Linked DNA regions of Salvelinus alpinus: region 2 is linked to region 1. The links are chromatin contacts, called in public Hi-C maps. All regions are on one chromosome and are shown on one strand. Each heading gives the region's core, a stretch centred on a gene start, on an enhancer-like site or on the middle of the called end of the contact. The rest is flanking DNA. Distances are from core to core; before and after follow the strand shown.

Evidence for each region. Hi-C and Micro-C count contacts between places; a contact is called where the count stands out from the background.
Region 2: a contact with region 1 is called in a Hi-C map of red muscle, with 12 times the contacts expected there. The contact joins the promoter of LOC139539880 here to the promoter of LOC139539877 in region 1. A contact is called at or near these places in 3 of 3 Hi-C or Micro-C datasets (liver, muscle and red muscle).

The regions. Positions count from the first base shown.
Region 1 is chr15:29,314,386-29,317,842 of SLU_Salpinus.1, reverse strand. It overlaps LOC139539877 (heat shock factor protein 4-like), which reads right to left and starts at 1,505. Exons shown (of 13, transcript XM_071343246.1): 1 at 1,254-1,505; 2 at 1-40. The coding sequence starts at 1,379.
Region 2 is chr15:29,556,705-29,559,792 of SLU_Salpinus.1, reverse strand. It overlaps LOC139539880 (craniofacial development protein 1-like), which reads left to right and starts at 1,414. Exons shown (of 7, transcript XM_071343254.1): 1 at 1,414-1,834; 2 at 2,051-2,183. The coding sequence starts at 1,768. LOC139539881 (transmembrane protein 170A-like) reads right to left here and starts at 1,100. Exons shown (of 3, transcript XM_071343255.1): 1 at 959-1,100; 2 at 31-201. The coding sequence starts at 1,100.

The sequences.
Region 1 (3,457 bases), core at 256-2,755:
CAAACCTGCCCTGGTCGAACACATGGAAGCTGGTCCCAGTCTGAGGGACATAACCAAAATAGGGGTTTGTGTTTAAGTTCTATGAAACACTGGTTAGACATTGACTACCTCAATTCAACATTCAGGGCCAGTTTCCCAGACAAGTTAAAGGGACCAAAATGCAGTTTCAATGGAGATTCTTCATTGAGCATGCTTTTTAGTCCAGGACTAGGCTGTCCGGGAAACCAGCCCAATGTCAAAAACATATAATGCTCAGTTCTATAAATCCTGTGAAGGTTGATCAAGTAGGAAGTGTATTTTTTGCTTTATACCAATAAGTCCATATAAAATCTGTTCTGAGAAATGTGTATATCCTAGTTAATGTTTTACAGGCTACCTGGATTAAAACAGAACAGGGGAAGCTTTGCCACTTACATTCAAAATATATATATTCTAAGTTCTAAGAATTCTAAGTGCTAAAATGAAGGTTGAGGGAAAAAACTATGTACCAGCAAACTGTACCCATACCTCTTAGACACTAAATCAATGCGAAGCTTATGGACTTTTGTCATTTCATCATAGTCCAATAGCACATTCTTTAAGTGTTAAACAGGTTGGCTACATGATTTTGAAAATGTTGTTAAAGTCAATATTTCTATCCCCATATGTGTCCAGTAAGCAAAAATCAGTTAATGAACATGATGAAGTCATGATTCTCTCAAAGATGGTTACTCACTTACATTTTGAGGACTCTGTAAGCCAGATTGTGGAATCTTGGGCATAACAGTAACACAAACAGGTACAAAGATAAAGATGTCAAGGGTTGCTTAGTATGTGGTCTCATTCACCACTTCTTACACTGTGAAGATGTGTGATACAATACTGATATGATCGATACTAATCATACTTTTTGACGATACCCTTAGTTTATAAAGGGAACAACACTGGAAGACATTTACTCGGTTACCCTCCAGATCTATCTAATGCTGCCAATGAATGCGAGGCACATGTTTTGGGTTAACCAAAGGTTTAAACACATCCACTTTTCAGTCAACCCGAGTATAAACAGTCATGATATCCAATTAATTTGATAGTCAAACATAGAACTTGTCTATTACTCATAGTTCTATCTTGCCACTGCACCTAACCATTACTTATCTTCTCATTCTTGTAATTTATATCAAACACATTAAATATATTCAACAGTATGAAAGACCTCTGACTCTCTTTAACCAACTTAACCAATCAGAAGAGTCAGTGCTTCAGGTACTCACAGCACTCCAGCAGATGAGGTGGTTGGTGTCCGGGTCCTCGACCAGGGTCCACAGTTTGGTGAGGAAGGCAGGCACATTACTGGCATAACCTCCATCCACACCAATAGAGCCAGGAGATTCTTGCATGGCTGCGCTTCAGTTGGAGCAAGGCGGTGTTATTAAGAATATGTGTAAGAGTGTGTATGTGCACAGGTCCTACTCCATCTCTGAGCTGCTTTGCTGCTGACTCTCTCTGGACCAGTCATACGGCCATATCAGGCCCTGTCATCCCTACAGGCCATCGTCAGCACAAACCTGCCCCTGCAGCATCACCATAGCCCTCCAACACAACAAAAGACCCCACTGGAAAACAATACAGGCCATCACAAAGCCTAGAATAATAGCACACTGTCATGCTAGACAATACGATACAGCACAGGAGCGCTGGTGAATACGTGTGTGTGGGTGTGTATACTGAGACTCCTCAATTACTTATCTTCACAGATCATAGACAAACACATAAATATCATATAACAACATCATCCAACCCTTAGAAAGAGTACATAGTACAGTATGTGCTTTGCATGAATTGTGTATCAATGCCCACTGGTTTTGTGTCACAAAGGTTATTGTTTTACCCAAAACAATATAAAGTTATTTTAACTGACTGTCTGATAAAATCTGATAAGGATAATTTCCAAATCCCGGTCAGAAATACAAATGAGTTCTTATTTGTGACCATGTAATTGGAATTCTTGTTTGCATCTCTGAAGAATCCTCATTTTTATGTATCTTGATCTGTGTTTAGTCACATGACAAATAGTTAAGCTCCTTAGGCACTAAACAAAAACTGAAACATAAATACAAATAGAAGTAGGGCCTACAATTGTGATGTGATGAATCACTGAAACAACACTGAAAAAGAAATACCAAAGTACAAAACATAAATGCAAAATAGTGACACTGAAAAATATAGCTTATATTCAAGGCTGACATATAGGCTATGTTCAAAACGAGCAGCAACCTTTGTACAGCATGCTTAGAAAAAAAGCTTCTGGATTTAACCAAAATAGTTCAATTCTTTCTTCATACATGGCACCCCTTAAGGTTCTATATATAACCAAAATTGGTTCCATATAGAACCCTGTATGGAACCCAAGGGTTCTATATGGAACTAGTTTTGGTTCAGTAAAGAAGAACCCTACAAAGGGTTCTATACATTCACTGCACAAAACATTAGGAACACTCTTTCCAAGACTGACCAGGTAAATCCAGGTGAAAGCTATGATCCCTTATTGATGTCACCTGTTAAATCCACTTCAAGACGGTGTAGATGAAGGGGAGGAGACAGGTTAAAGAAGGATTTTTAAGCCTTGAGACAATTGAGACATGGATTGTGTATGTGTGCCATTCTGCAGATGAATGGGCACAACAAAACAGGGTATGGTAGTAGCTGTCAAGCGCACCGGTTTGAGTGTGTCAAGAACTGCAACGCTGCTGGGTTTTTCACACTCAACAGTTTCCAGTGTGTATCAACAATGGTCCACCACCCAAAGGACATCCAGCCAACTTTACACAACTGTGGGAAGCATTGGAGTCAACATGGGCCAGCGTCCCTTTTGAAATGCTTTCGACACCTTGTGGAGTCCAAGCTCCGACGAATTGAAGCTGTTCTGAGGGCAAAAGGGGTTGCAACTTAATATTAGTAAAGTGTTCACAGTGTGTATGACCTTTATGGGTTCCGTATATGAAGCAAGCAATATGGAGACTTATATTTCCCTCACTAACTTTAAACATCAGCTATTTGAGCAGCTAACCGATTGCTGCAGCTGTACATAGCCCATCTGTAAATAGCCCAACCAATCTACCTACCTCATCCCCATATTGTTTTTATTTACTTTTCTGCTCTTTTGCACACCAGTATTTCTACTTGCACATCACCATCTGCTCATCTATCACTCCAGTGTTAATTTGCTAAATTGTAATTACTTCGCTACTATGGCCTATTTATTGCCTTACCTCCTCACGCCGTTTGCACACACTGTATATAGACTTTATTTTTCTTCTTCTATTGTGTTAGACTGTACGCTTGTTTATTCCTTGTGTAACTCTGTGTTGTTGTTTGTCGCACTGCTTTGCTTTATCTTGGCCAGCTCGCAGTTGTAAATGAGAACTCGTTCTCAACTAGCTTACCTGGTTAAATAAAGGTGAAATTAAAATTTAAA
Region 2 (3,088 bases), core at 165-2,664, 240 kb before region 1:
GCTTATCAGAACATGACGTGAGTAACTCACTGGTAAGGACACCACCACACACAGGGCCCACGATACTCATCAGTATGATGGCAATGGGCATGAAGCGGGCTATTTTGTGTTGTCGCAGGGTGGCGAGGGCCAGGAGAGCAGCAGGTAGGTGGAACACCAGTGAAGAGACAGCAGCCCACAAGAAGACTCCATACCACATCTCTGAAACAAAGGAACTAAGCAGTAACATATAGCCTTGCTAGGTTTAGCAGAGTTTACAGACATTACACATGCCTGTTGCCTGACATGTCTTCTGAATTAAATACTACCCTATCCAGTGCCTATTATGTTAAACTGACCCCTTAATCACCCTGCAAAATAATCCAAGCTGCTAATGATTACACATATATATAACATCTCTCACACACACATATATATATATATATATATAAAACGTTTGGTAATATATACATAACGTTAGGTAATCCATTAGAGTGTGTGTGGGTATATATATAAAACAATGCTTTCTCTCAAAAAAGACAATTGATGGCTACTCTAATGGATTACCTAACGTTATGGGTAATTTAAAGTTGTCCGTTTTGCACAATAATATTTGTTGTTATTGCCAGCTGGCTAGCTAGCACTTGATTAGCTAGCCCGCTAAAGTTAACTAGCTAGCTACTTGTTTAGCATTCACAATAGCTAGCTACAGTAGTAGCCATGTTAACTTATCTAGCTAGTAGCTATCTAGCTAGCTAAGTAGCTCAATAATGATGGACTAACGTAAGGACCCAAACGTTACGACGCCTTAGTTTAGGTTTAGCGTCTATATGAATGTGGTAGCTCACTAAGTAGTATTACTAGCTACGTTAAATCGGTTACCTGGATAATAGTTAACGAAAAATGTACGTTACAAAGTTTATAATAATGTTGTTCAACTGGCTAATGTAGAACAGAGGGGCTGTGGAATGAATCTCACCTGAGAAGTCGCTAAGCGATGTGTCGTTGCCTCGATTGGTGCCATTTTTCCTAGGGACCAAATTCAAGCTAAGAATTTGCTGCACAAACCCAATCTCGTTATATCCGTTCTGCATGTCTAATGCACAGAACACCACGAGCATGTGTGCGAGACCACGAATATCCGAATAACACCATCAGAACATTAATGTTGGATCTAGCTAGCAAGTCGACAAGGGTTGGTTGATCTCCTGTTATTAGCCGTTAGCTTGATGTCAACACAACTTGATTTGGCGTCACGCCGTACCAGACTCATCAGAGGCGTGGTCACAAAAAGGATTTCACAATTTTGATAAATTGTTGAATACAATTTCCAAACCATATTAACATATAAATATATAATAATGCAATCGATTATGAATACGGTATTCATTCTCCAACAAAAAATAAGCGATAACGCGTCTTTCCTAACGATCGATTGATCCTGTGGACTTGCCGTAGTAAATCGGGAAGTCAGATAAGCAGCTACCATAGAATTACACAAGGATAAATATACATCCGCGCTCCTTTCTGTAGCTAGTCAACAAAGCCACACGTTTTCATATTGTAGATAGTTGTGTATTTGTTTGTTATTGTAATTGTAGCTATAATAAACTATACAGCTAGAAATATTTAATAACTTTATCGGTTATTTTGTAACCGCGTGATAGCTACAGACAGGGTTCGTCAGATATCCGGTGCTTTGTAATTTGCTAGCTAGCCAGTTATCCATACATTTACTGCTGTGTTTACTATTGGCAGAAAGTGTAGGCTCTTTCTGGAGGGGAAATTATGAATTACTCAGATTATGATTCCGATGGCTATTCTTCAAATGCAGATCAAGACTATGTCCCATCTGGTAAGGTTACTTCCACAAACAGATAGAAATGCAATGCTAGTTGAGCAGATATGTTATTAACGTTACACACATGACAGAGAATCATAACCTTATACAGTAGTTATGCAATATTTCCATTGTATGTGTCATATTCTTCATGTATGTTGCTTGATGATAATTAGCTACTGTATTTGTCATTCAATTCAAGTCTTACCATGATTGTTGTGTGGTTGACAGATGACAACCTCAGTGAAGATGACATGAATCAATGTGTGAAAGAAGATGGTCTGGAAGAGGTTGACGATAGTAGCCAACAGTCAGATAATGTCACCAAGAAGAAAAAGAAGAAAGGCCAAGACATTGGCATGAGGTGAGTGATTCAACACTTTTGTATTTGGCTTAGTTTTTAGACCAATGGTGTCAAATCACATTTTATTTGTCACATACACATGGTTAGCAGATGTTAATGTGAGTGTAGCGAAATGCTTGGGCTTCTAGTTCTGACAGTGCAGTAATATCTAACAAGTAATCTAACAATTCCCCAACAACTACCTAATACACACAAATCTAAAGGGGTGAATGAGAATATGTACATGTAAATATATGGATGAGCGATGGCCGAGCGGCATAGGCAAGGTGCAATAGATGGTATAACATACAGTATATACATGTGATATGAGTAATGTAAGATCTGTAAACATTATTAAAGTGGCATTATTTAGAGAGCATTGTATAAAGTGACTAGTGCTCCATTTATTAAAGTGGCCAGTGATTGGGTCTTAATGTAGGCAGCAGCCTCTCTGAGTTAGTGATTGCTGTTTAGCAGTCAGATGGCCTTGAGATAGAAGCTGTTTTTCAGTCTCTCGGTCCCAGCTTTGATGCACCTGTACTGACCTCGCCTTCTGGATGGTAGCGGTGTGAACAAGCAGTGGCTCGGGTGGTTGATGTCCTCGATGATCTTTTTGGCCTTCCTGTGACATCGACTGCTGTAGGTGTCATGGAGGGCAGGTAGTTTGCCCCTGGTGATGCGTTGTGCAGACAGCACCACCCTCTGGAGAGCCTTGCGGTTGAGGGCGGTGCAGTTGCCGTACCAGGCAGTGGTACAGCCTGACAGGATGCTCTCGATTGTGCATCTCTAAAAGTTTGTCAGGGTTTTGGGTGACAAGCCAAATTTCTTCAGCCTCCTGAGGTTGAAGATGCGCTGTTGTGCCTTCTTCACCACACTGTCTGTGTGAGTGGACCATTTCATTTTGTCTGTGATGTGTACGCCGAGGA